3 separate regions of the Sus scrofa genome follow, and regions 1 and 2 are each linked to region 3. A link is a contact called in public HiChIP or PLAC-seq data. All regions are on one chromosome and are shown on one strand. Each heading gives the region's core, a stretch centred on a gene start, on an enhancer-like site or on the middle of the called end of the contact. The rest is flanking DNA. Distances are from core to core; before and after follow the strand shown.

Region 1 (3,711 bases), core at 184-2,683, 190 kb after region 3:
TTACTTTCTCCCATTCTGTAAGTTGTCTTTTTGTTTTCTTTTTGGTTTCCTTTGCTGTGCAAAAGCTTGTTGGTTTTATTCGGTCCCATTGTGAACCAGATATTTTGGCATAGCATAAGCACAGTCTAGATGTACCTTATGAGCTATAAACTTAACTTAGGTTATCATATAGTAGTATTATACAAGATTTGCCTGGGTGAGTTTTTAATCTGCCATAAAACCTAATTTCACCTTATATTCGAAATATAATTCACAATTTTAAAAAGATTTTTAAAGTAAACAATGATTCTCAAAATAATCCTGATCATATGGATAAATAATAAGTCCCATTTTAGAAACATAGAAATGAAGGCTCTGAGAGATGAGATAGTTTTTCCAGGCCAAACTGCTCTTTAAATAATAGAACTAGGTTTAGACATTTGGATATCAGTACTCTTTTCTGTTGAAAATATTGCCTCTTACGTTGGAAGGTATATCTGGCTTGCCTACCATACCCTTCATTTAAAATTATACTTAAAATTAAGTCATTAAAAATAATTGAACTCTGTACTTTTAGGGAAAGAGGGAATATGAAATGTATTGGCTCCTAGCAGGAAGTAGTCCCGACTAAAAAGCCAGGGACACTCTATCAGAAACTCCAGAAAGTACTTATAAAATTTGTCACAGGAAAAACATCATTGGATTCAGATATTAACCTTCATCACTTCTAATCCAGGAATCACTTATAGGAAGCAAAAGCTGAAGAAGAAATATAAAAGCTAACTGCCTACATGTCTATATGAGAGGCCATGTTATCCTAAAGAAATACACATTTGATTTCTTCAGAAGGACGTTCAAAGTTTGTAAATCACATTAGTTAATAATGCAACTATGCCGACAATTGCAAATGCTTATTTAGAAATAGTCATTAAAATGCTTGAAATTTCAAAATTGACTTGATAAAAATCCCAAAGTTTTCCTCAGAACTTTAAATGAATACTAAAAACTAAGAAATATTAAAACTTAAGAATATAAAAACATAGCTAATAGTGATTGGTCTTCAACAATGTCTTTAGAGATCCCTAGTTTCTATTATACTATTTGCCTTGTCTAAAAAAATACGGCAAGGTTTTGGTTTCCATGGTGACATAACTCTTTTCATACATATTTATCATTGCAATGCCAGAAACCCACCCCTTTCTATCAAAGAATGCTACTTTAGCACTTAATAATTGAAGTTAAAGCTGATTTATTTTTTATGTCAGAGTGTTTTAAACAGATCCCTCTATCACTGAAAACTGAGGCAGCATTACAGTCATTTTCTCATAAGCAGTTTATTTCATACATGACTTCTGAAAAATACTTCTGGTTTTTAAAAACTGGAGAAGACTTTGCTTCCTTTTTTCCTTCAGTCAGCACCACAGGGATTCCCAGCTAAGCTTTCAAAATGTTGCAGAACATACATTACGTAAAGCACACAACCTTCAATTTCATTAATACAGTGTTCAAAAGGAGAACATGCATGTCTTGACTTTGCCAATAATCAGGGAGCAATGAAGTTATTGCCGCCTATGAAATTAATATTTTGGAAAGCAAAATGTTTAACGTTCACTCATTGACTTTTTAAAGTTGTCTAATTTTCCCTGCCATCTAATGAGAGATTCTAGTTTTCTTCTACAAAGGTCCTTTTTCATAAAAATAAAGCCCATAATTGGGTATATACACTTCAATCATCTTAAATGGTTCTCCTCATTTTTCCTAAGCTGTATGTGGCCTCTAGTGGACAGTGCTGTCATTTTGAGGTCTTAAGTATCAGTTTTCAGTATTATTTAACTCATTCTGCATATTAAAACTACCAAAAAAGAAAAGAAATATAATTAAGGAGGTTAATTTTTATTAACCTATCTTCACTGAAACGTATCTGTGGTAATATATTTAAGAAATGAATGAAAATATGATGAATTGAAAGAAGTTCATCCACAAATAAGCCCTATTTAAAAGCACTGTGGCATACCTTAAAACAATACAAAATAAAATGTATTGGAACTTCAAAAAAAGAAATCTGAATGAAAGATAAAAGTCTAATGTGTTGCTTAAAAAATTAAATTAGGGTGTTCCCATCGTGGCTCAGTGGTTAACGAATCCATCTAGGAACCATGAGGTTGAGGGTTCGATCCCTGGCCTTGCTTAGTGGGTTATGGATCCAGCATTGCTGTGAGCTGTGATGTAGGTTGCAGACGTGGCTCAGATCCTGCATTGCTGTGGCTGTGGCTGTGGCCGGCAGCTACAGCTCTGATTGGACCCCTAGCCTGGGAACCTCCATATGTGGGAGCGGCCCTAGAAAAGGCAAAAGGACAAAAAAAAAAAAATTAAATTAGATTAAATTATATGAAAATACTTCTATCCCCCATTAGGGTGCAATGTTCTCTTCCATTTATTTATTCCTAGGAGAAATGAGGGAACTTCTAAGTTGGCACAATCAAGTGTTTTGTGTCAGTTTCCTTAGCATCATCTTACGCATTTATCCATGAGAATGCCAGCTCAACTGTATGACATGCTTTGATTTTGTCTTCTACAAATAAACCTTATTTATGACTAAAAATACAAGAATAAGATGCAAAATTTTCCAAAATGTTGCTTATTTGAGAGACTGACTTATTCCATTTTAAGTTGCTTTCCCATTTTTATCTTCTTCAGGGAAATTTTTCTTCTTGACAAACTGCAACAATTTTCATTGAGAAAAGTAAATTCTTTGCCCAGGATGATTATAAATGAGATTTTTGTATTGTTCAAGCATATTCCACTATGGTCCAGAGACATTGCACCTTTCACCAATATTCTTGAAGTTAAGTGAGTGGAATGAGATACTCAAAGAAAATTTAAAAGGCCTAAAAGAACTTGTAACTGAAAAACTTAAAAATAAGAATGTGCCATTTTAGAATCTAGGGTTTTAAAGCACACTCACTTATTATAAAGTAGCATACTCATTTTATAGAAATTAGAACACATTAATGTATGAACAAATATGAATAAAAGACTTTCAAATTGATATAAATCATAATCACAGTGATTGACATTTTGTTACTTTTTATTCCAAATTATCTTATTCACAAATACAAACTGGACTCTTCCATATACTGTGGTAATTTCTCATTTAATAATAAATTAGATCCACACACAAAAAAGATCATCGGTAAAGGTAAATAGGTAATTTAAAATGATATTATAAATGCATATATTATTTCTTCTTTTAATTGACTTAAAAACTACATAAAATAATATTTATATAATTTTATCGGTGAGCCTAAAACATATGGAACAAAGCTGTATTGGATTAAGAAAATGATACCAAATAGTAACTTGAATCCACAGGAACAAATGAAGAGAACCAGAAAGCTAACATAAAAGACTCTGCAACTATATATTGCATTTATTTCCTCTCTCAAGTTTTTAATAGATAAAAATTATATAAAGTAATATATATTATATTTCTTGTGTTCATAATATACATAAATCTAAAATGTATATTAGTAATAACACAGAAAGAGGGTAGAGGGATTCAAGCTATAAAGACGTAATGTTTCTGTATCATACTGGAATCAATTTGGTATAAATATAAAGAAGTTTCTATTAAGTGTATTTGGAAACTCTACAGGAGCCACTAAGAAAATAAGTGAAAATGTAAAGTTTCAAAATTGCTACAGAAATTAAAACATTATGTAAGAAAATATT
Region 2 (4,087 bases), core at 1,096-3,595, 150 kb after region 3:
CCATGTAGATCACATGAACTAAAAATACATGCAGTGTAATGTCTTTTTAAAATTTCCCTACGAGCTTACTTTCTGTTGTATTGAAAGAAACCTCATGACTCTAAATTGAAAATTCATCCAAAATTTTCCCAGCAGCTCTGATTAACTTCTAGTTTGGCCTCATTCTCCGTACACATTGTCTCCATACATATGTACATGTCCAATAGTATTAAATATACTGGTGCATGTTTTTAGACATTAAAATCAGTAGCCTGATCTATAATTCCAGATATATCATTTCTCATGTCTAAAAATACGTTTTAATAAAATATTTTTTCTGTGTTACAGCCTGAAGATTATCAGCAATGTTTAATTGTATTTAATTATCATAAACATATTTAAAAATAGGTATCCAGCTTTTTAAAAACAATGTTGATGCTTTCTGTGCAGAAAAACTTGCCTAATGATTCTAGAACATTTTGCTCTATTGCATAAATTGATGTTGCCAAACTCTGATTTGTTTCAAAATCACTCAGGATCACCATTCAGGAAGGACCTTATTTTTTTTTTCTTAGAAGCATAAAAGCAACCTTATTAGAAAGTAGGTTAAAAGATTGGTATATTTGAAATGATCTTTAAAAATTTAGGCTTAAGTCCTCAGTAATGTACATTTCCTAGTTCATTAATGCAGAAATACCACACATAGATTTTAATCTTGGAGTTAATAATAAAAGCAATTTTCACTAAAAATATAAAAACTGTAATGGTAGAATCATGATATTGCATTTAGCTCTCCCACAAAAAGTCACTTTATTACTTTCTTTTGACACTTATTTTCATTCTGGGATTAATTTTACTATATAAGGGCTTCTTAACTATTCTATTAAAATTTCTATTCAGAAGCAATAATATCTAAGAGTGAATAATAGTCATGTAAATCATTATTTCATATTAATGTAAAAGATTTTGTAAGTTCTTATGAATTCTGCTGACATGCACAATTGTGAAAAGGTTATCTCTCCGTTCTACAGTGATATGCGCTGGAACAAAGGAACCATTCTAAAAGCATCAGTGGAGTACATCAAGTGGCTACAAAAAGAACAACAGAGAGCTCGAGAATTAGAACACAGGCAGAAGAAATTAGAGCAGGCTAACAGGCGGCTTCTACTCCGGATTCAGGTTTTTATAAGAACATTGCCATGAACCATGTAGCTTAGCCTATGACTTACCCAGCATCGGTTTTATTCATTGGTCTCATTTATTTTTTGTTACTAACAATTATTTTTCCTTCCTAAGGGTAATTTTACTGCCTTTTAGAAGTTCATGAATTAAGGTGATTCAATTATGTATTGAATAGAAATCTAGGATCAAAATTGATTTAAAAATATGTAACAGATAACAATAACTGCAAAATGCAGAAAATAGAAACAATTTTATAAACACACACAACATTATACCATCCTCAAAATAATAATAAGCAGAACCTTTGTTTCTCTAGATAATATTGGGCACTAAATTTTCCTTTCCCTCTTTTACTTCTTTAGTAGCATTGCGATGGATTTCATTGCGTCAAGGCATATAGTGCCAGTTTATAAGTCACTCCTCATCTGTTCAAATGACACAGAATCTCAAAATATAGATTTTCCTAACTCTTGAGGAAGAGTTTTTCTCTTTAATATGTATGCAAGCTTATTGCTAGGTAAAACATTTCTGTTTCCATGAAATGGTTCTACAGTGAGAAATTAATCAGGAAGAATGAATGGAAGACTTCTACTATCTCCAAATAGTTCTATTGCAGTCTGAGCCACTATGGGACCATTATATGCGAAAATAGAATGTATGTGTACATGTATGTGTAACTGGGTCACCATGCTGTACAGTAGAAAAAAAATGTATTGGGGAAATAACTATTAAAAAAAAGAATAATAGGAGAAGAATTTTTTAAAATGCTGAATATTTTCCTCAGGGTTATTTTTTAGGCATTAGAAATATACCCTCCTCTGTTGTTTTCAAAGAATATGGTGTGAATTACTTTTTATTTTGAGTGCTTATTAACATTTTAGATCTATTTATGGCTTATTCTCTAGAGTTGAGTTCACTTTCAAAATTATTAATTATTCTTGTTTGAAATTGCAGGAACTAGAATTACAGGCTCGTGCTCATGGTCTGCCAATCCTGGCTTCACTTGGCACAGTTGATTTAGGTGCTCATGTCACCAAACAACAGAGCCATCTTGAGCAAAATTCAGTAGACTGTTGCCAACAATTGACTCTGTCTCAGGGGACAAGCCCTGAGCTCTGTGATCAAGCTATGGCCTTCTCTGATCCTTTGTCACACTTCACAGACTTATCATTTAGTGCAGCTTTGAAAGAGGAACAACGATTGGATGATATGCTACTGGATGACACAATATCTCCGTTTGGAACAGATCCTCTGCTATCTGCCACTTCCCCCGCAGTTTCCAAAGAGAGCAGTAGGAGAAGTAGTTTTAGTTCAGATGATGGTGATGAATTATAAAAAATAAACAGGCTCAATTCATCAACTGGAAAGAAGTTCTATGCTGGTGCTATGCATTTAAGTTCTTTGTTTCACATACTACTGAAAGGAATATATTGTTCATGAAAAACTGATTAGAAACAACAGAATTAACAGGAAGAAGAAACATGGTATTGAGAGCTAAAAAAGATTTTTTTCCTCTTTGACTACTGAGTCCAAATCTACTTCAATTTTGTTTTCCTGGAAAGAGACACAACGTAAAAAATAGCTCTCTACTGATGTTTTAAAGTAGTGACTTTGTGATGTGCTATTGGAACTAACAGACTGCAGAGAATAAATCTTCTGAAATATAAATTTTTTTTCTTACTTCCATCTCCTTCCTATTCAAGTCTGACAACATTAATTTTCAAGAATCAAGATCAACAGATCGGGCAGTTCATCACCCTTCTCCATTGTCTTTTGGACATGTTGTCTAAAGTTCAAGCCTTATAGGGGAAATAATTAAAAGATAGATTATCTGTAACTTGCAATTGAAAAGTGAATCTATAATAGAAATTAAAATTTTCCACAATAAAATACAGAAAATCTAAAAACTTTGGATTCTAAAATTAGACCTAAATTCCTTTCGTCAGTTCAATTGCACTAATTTTAAAAGCATCTTTGCATATCTGTGGAGACATGCTCAGTTCAGAAAAGGAACACATTGAATATTTTCCTCAAGAATATTCCCTAGAATTTTATCACTTCACATAAACATATTTCCTTCCCCACAGGTATACAATGCTGATAGTATGTGTTCTTTTTATTTCAGTTTTCTGCTTTTCTAAGTAGCATCTAAAATCACATTCCAAATCCTTTTTTCTTCATCAAGATGAGATATTGGATAATTAGTTTCAGCAAATAAAATATCAAAAGTCCCCCTACTAAGACAAGTTGTCAATTTGTTAAAAAAAAAAACAGCATTATTTCCAAAATTGAATGTAAAATAATTAGTTCATACAGTTTTGCTACAAATTGACAAAATTGAAAATTGGGTTGCCAACTGATAAAATAATTGGTAAAACAGAAAATCTTGCTTATTGTATTCAGTTCTGAGTGGAGGGTAAAGTTGTATTCCTATAAGTGCTTAGAATACAATCTTTGTTAGCTTTATTAGCATTTATTAAGAATATGTATATCTATAGGCCTTCACTCAAATTTTCTTCTCTTGAGCTTCTTTGAAGCACTGGGAATTGACTTAGCAAGCATGTTGCTCTGTGCCGGACCTGCCTGAATGACCATCTGATCAATGAGTATTTATGGAGGCATACTCAAAACTGCAATGAATTCTGTGAAAATGTAGAACAGATGAGAAAGATATGGTCTTACTCCTCAGGGAGTTAACAGTACTGCATTGGAAACCACAGCAAAATGTAGAAGACATTTAAAATTAAAGTCTACATTGTACAGCATAAACTGCAAATACAGAAGGTCAGAGAAAATAAAAATGAATGAAGGTTTAAGAATCACAAAAGCATGTGGGTACAGCAGAATCTAACTTCTTTTAAAAGTATACATTTGGTGAAGGGGAGGCTGAATAGGGGAATATCAACCAAATGATAAAAGTGAGAAT
Region 3 (4,058 bases), core at 949-3,448:
TTGTGGGCCTTTGTATTTATTGAGGTATGAAAATACAGACTATCTGCATAATATGGGTATACTTACTTAAAAGTTATCATGGAGTTTTTTTATTTTATTTTATTTTATTTTTAACGATCTGTTAAATTTTAAATTGTATAGGCCTTCTTGCCCCAGTAAGGTACTTGAGGACAGGATCTCTGGGATTTATATTCATTTATATTTCCCTGCTATGCTACACTGTCTTGTACAAGGCCTTGCATATATATGGTTCTTTTGTGGTGAAATAACACTGTGTATACTCATATAAGTAATTGTCCTTTGATCTCTTTGAAAATGTCAGTTTGAGGAATTGGGGGGTGGGGAGTATCCAAATTTACATAGAAAAAGCATTTTTTCTCTCTCTCTCCTCAAGATAGAATCAGCTGCTACCCCTTAAAATAGTCTAATTATTTTACTGGAGGCCTAGTTATAAAACTACTTGCAGTTGCACTAGAAATAGAATTCTGGTGTCACTTAATGAGATTTTTCAAGTTCACATTACTTATTCTGCAGACTTCTTCATTTGAGTAGATTATTTAATATTTTATTTGTTTTATTATTCACATTTTTGGGGTAAAATATTTCTGTTCACATTCGAAGCTGGTTGAGTTGTATGCCAGAGTTTAAGTGCAGCGAACTTTTGCCTGGTCCTGTTATTTTCAAGTGTGCAGCTGCCTAATCTATCTGTAATTCATATTCCTGGAGCAGATTTTCTGCTGCTGCCTAAGAATTAAAATTTTGTCTCACCTTAGAATGCAAGTTAACATTTCATTACCTTTTTAATTACAATTTCTTTTTCCTCTTGTGTTTCTCTTCTTTTTGTCTGTGAAGTGAGCTTCTCTCACTGTCCCCACCCAAAGCAACTATATTCTACTCCAAAATTTTATGATTAAATTGTACTGCATATTTTGAAATATGTTCAAATGTACACTGGTATTTTGAGGGTACTTTTCTGTTTAATTTGTCATTGCTATTTTACATGAGAAATGTTAGAATAACGTTTTTTAATTCATAGGGTATAATTCCAGCAATCTTTCCCCACTCGACTTTCCCTCCTCTTCTGTTCCCCCCAGGCCCCAGACCACTAAAAACACTTTAATTATAGGGGTTCTTCTCTGTCCTTTTCTAAATAAATATCTATTTATTACACTCTATGCTTTGTTTAGTACCACACTGAGATTCGTGGGAGATACAGATGTATTTAAGCCATGGAACTTTCTTCACAGCTATAATACAATAAGGCAATTAGAAAATAATTAAATAGTAAATTTAGTAGTAATAACCATGAATGCAGGAAGTTAGAGAAGAAAGAAGTGATTTTGGCAGAGGTAGTAAATGAAAACTAATGGAACGGGTGGAGTTTGATTGGATCTGAGTACTCACATGGGGTAAAAGCATTGTTGAGTCTGAGATTTGGAAATAGCGAAGCAACAGTAAAGAAAGTAGCCTAAGGGGCAGTGGATACATTTGCTAAATGCAGTATGGGATTATGTGGGTTAGACCTGGCTTGTTGGCTTGTTAAAATCACAACAGGATCTACTTCAGCACTCAAGCTTTTAGTAGGGAAGTGGTCTGACAATTGTGATTTTTGAAGAATCTGACTTCAAGTGACTCATAGAGACTTATGGCATTTAATAAAAGAAGAACTCAAAATGTGACAAAGTAGACAACTAATTGTAAAGATTAAAGATAACTGTAAATAAAATGCTTTAGAGACAATTTAGAATTATATACTAGGAGGGACCAAGGCCAGAATGAAAGGAAAATGGGAGGTTGGAATCCAGAGGACAAAAGGAGAAGCTTTAAGGTTATGATACATTTTTGTAACAAATCCCAATATTTTTGAATTTCAATGCACTTTGTTCATGTGCAGTTATCCTTTTGGGGCCACTAGGTGGTGATCTTTGTTAGTTGCTAACTTGTGTTTCCTTAATGAAAGGAGTTCAACAGCGACAAGAAAACCCACGTTTTTGTTTTGTACAATTCTTGATATACAAAATTCAAACCTATGGGTATGTATCCATAATGTTTCTCTTTTTCCTTTATCCTTTTGTGTCTGTTCTCAGGTAAGGTAAGGGAGATGGGAACAAAAAATAACTGTTAGGCTTTAACACTATTGCTGGCATTTCTTACTCCTGATCACTACCCAGGGGAAGTGAAGCAGGAAGTATCATCGTTTATCTTACTGACATTTATTTGTATAATCTCTTAGGGTTTCCTACTGTAAAGCTAGTGTTGGCTATGGTGTTGTGAATGGGGAAAGAGGCAAAGGAGTCTTGGCTGATGGTTGGTTCCTATGCCATCACCTTGTTTTTACTGGGTCCCAACCCTCATTATAGCCACTTGCCCTAGAGTCATCTTTGTCCCTATATGGACCCCACCACAATGGAATTTATAAGCTAAGACATGAGACACTTACTCCAAGTTGAAGAAAGTCTGCTATCTGGCAGATGGAAAGGGAGACAACTTGTCAAAGGGTCCAGCATATAGCAGGAACTGCCAATGCTCGTCAAATGGAGTGATGAATGAATGAATGAGCATCAGTAATGCAGTGGAAGAAGGAGGTGGTCTTGGTCCCAAAATGCTGAATAAATGTTCCCATAGAACTCTTTTTACACGTGTGCTGTGCTCTTTAGTACTATTTGTGCAGATGTTTATGGATTACCCATTTCTTTGTATCCTGTGGACATAGAGTCTAACCACCATGGCTAATATTCTTCTGTGGGAAAATGCTTTCTGAGTTCTACACATTTAACTTACCAATGAACTTTGGTTAACCTGTGACTTTATTCAAAGTTATTATTAAATTAAATAATAACACAGTTCATAAAAGTCACTTTTGAAGTGATTAGTCACAGTAACATGTAATTAACAGTAAAGGCTTAAAGTGCAAACAGGGGTCTTATCTATCCAAAACTTCTTTAATGCCAAGCTTCCTGATGATCTTTAATAAGCCCTTGCAATTGTAACAACAATTACAACTTCAGTGGCTTCAGTAAGTCTGAAGGCTCCTCAAATTTATTTCCAGCATTTCCCTGTAGAGAAAAAATTCTGGGCACCTGCTACAGCCATATATCTATTACCTGTTCTGAAAATTAAGTTGTCAATTTTCTCTTTAGTAGAAGAAAGGAAGGTTATTTCCTTTCTACCCAATAGCTAAATTTTAATGAATTTTTTATTTTACTGATTTATTCTTGAATGCTTTTTTTCCTTTCCATTTGACCTTTTGGGCCAATCAGGGCTTTTAGCCAAGAATCAAAGAAATCTGAGTCCTGGCTTAAGCAAATCTCAGACTCATTTCTTTTACCTCATTTCCCTTTTTTATCTCTGACAGAGATAATCATCACATAATATTAATTATTTGGAACCCTGACCCCTGAATTAAGGTAGTCTGTAACACATAGTTTCTTGATAACAAAGTAATAACGTTTATGTTCCTATATTTTCAAACAGTAATTTCATGTTTTTAGAAAATCCTCTTCAAGTAAAATTCATCATTTTAACCATTTTGAAATGTACAGTTCAGTGACTTACAATACATTCACGATAATGTATAACCATCGCCAGTATCTAATTTCAAAACATTTTGGTTACCCTTAAAAGAAACTCCATACCATTAAGCAGGCACTCCCCATTTTTCCTTTGCTCTAGCCCCTGACAACTACTAATCTGCATTTTCTCTTGGATTTGCCTCTTCTGCACATTTCATATAAAAGGAATCAAGCAATATTTGTGTTTTGAGTGTCTGGCATCTTTCACAATATTTTCAAAGTCCATCCATGTTGTAACATGTATCAGTACTTCTTTCCCTTTTATGACTGAATAATATTTCATTGTATGTATAAAACACACTTTCCTTATTCATTCATCCATTGTTGGGCATTTAAATTGTTTCCACTTTTTGGCTAATATGTACAATGCTGCTATTAACATTCATGTTCAAATTTTTGTTTGAACACCTGTTTTCAATTCTCTTGAGTATTTACCTAGAAGTAGATTGCTTAGTCATATGGTAATTCTAAGTTTAACTTTTAGGA

What was found. HiChIP or PLAC-seq counts read pairs in DNA pulled down with a chosen protein or histone mark.
Region 1: a contact with region 3 is called in an H3K27ac HiChIP or PLAC-seq map of alveolar macrophages. The contact joins two enhancer-like sites. A contact is called at or near these places in 3 of 47 Hi-C or Micro-C datasets (embryonic fibroblasts, epiblast stem cells and liver) and 1 of 2 datasets of contacts at active chromatin or transcription factors (alveolar macrophages).
Region 2: a contact with region 3 is called in an H3K27ac HiChIP or PLAC-seq map of alveolar macrophages. The contact joins two enhancer-like sites. A contact is called at or near these places in 2 of 47 Hi-C or Micro-C datasets (liver and skeletal muscle) and 1 of 2 datasets of contacts at active chromatin or transcription factors (alveolar macrophages).

The regions. Positions count from the first base shown.
Region 1 is chr18:30,205,443-30,209,153 of Sscrofa11.1, forward strand. All of the region lies in intron 13 of TFEC (transcription factor EC), which reads left to right. Among named protein-coding and RNA genes, the nearest start is that of TFEC, 230 kb to the left of the region's middle. Within about 2 kb of position 1,434, at least 1 of the 83 cell types and tissues checked has an H3K27ac peak or open chromatin away from gene starts, as enhancers often do. A contact at or near this core is called in alveolar macrophages, where this site is marked.
Region 2 is chr18:30,166,891-30,170,977 of Sscrofa11.1, forward strand. It overlaps TFEC (transcription factor EC), which reads left to right. Exons shown (of 22, transcript XM_013990837.2): 9 at 1,011-1,158; 10 at 2,116-4,087. The coding sequence ends at 2,496. Among named protein-coding and RNA genes, the nearest start is that of TFEC, 190 kb to the left of the region's middle. Within about 2 kb of position 2,346, at least 1 of the 83 cell types and tissues checked has an H3K27ac peak or open chromatin away from gene starts, as enhancers often do. A contact at or near this core is called in alveolar macrophages, where this site is marked.
Region 3 is chr18:30,016,568-30,020,625 of Sscrofa11.1, forward strand. All of the region lies in intron 1 of TFEC (transcription factor EC), which reads left to right. Among named protein-coding and RNA genes, the nearest start is that of TFEC, 38 kb to the left of the region's middle. Within about 2 kb of position 2,199, at least 4 of the 83 cell types and tissues checked have an H3K27ac peak or open chromatin away from gene starts, as enhancers often do. A contact at or near this core is called in alveolar macrophages, where this site is marked.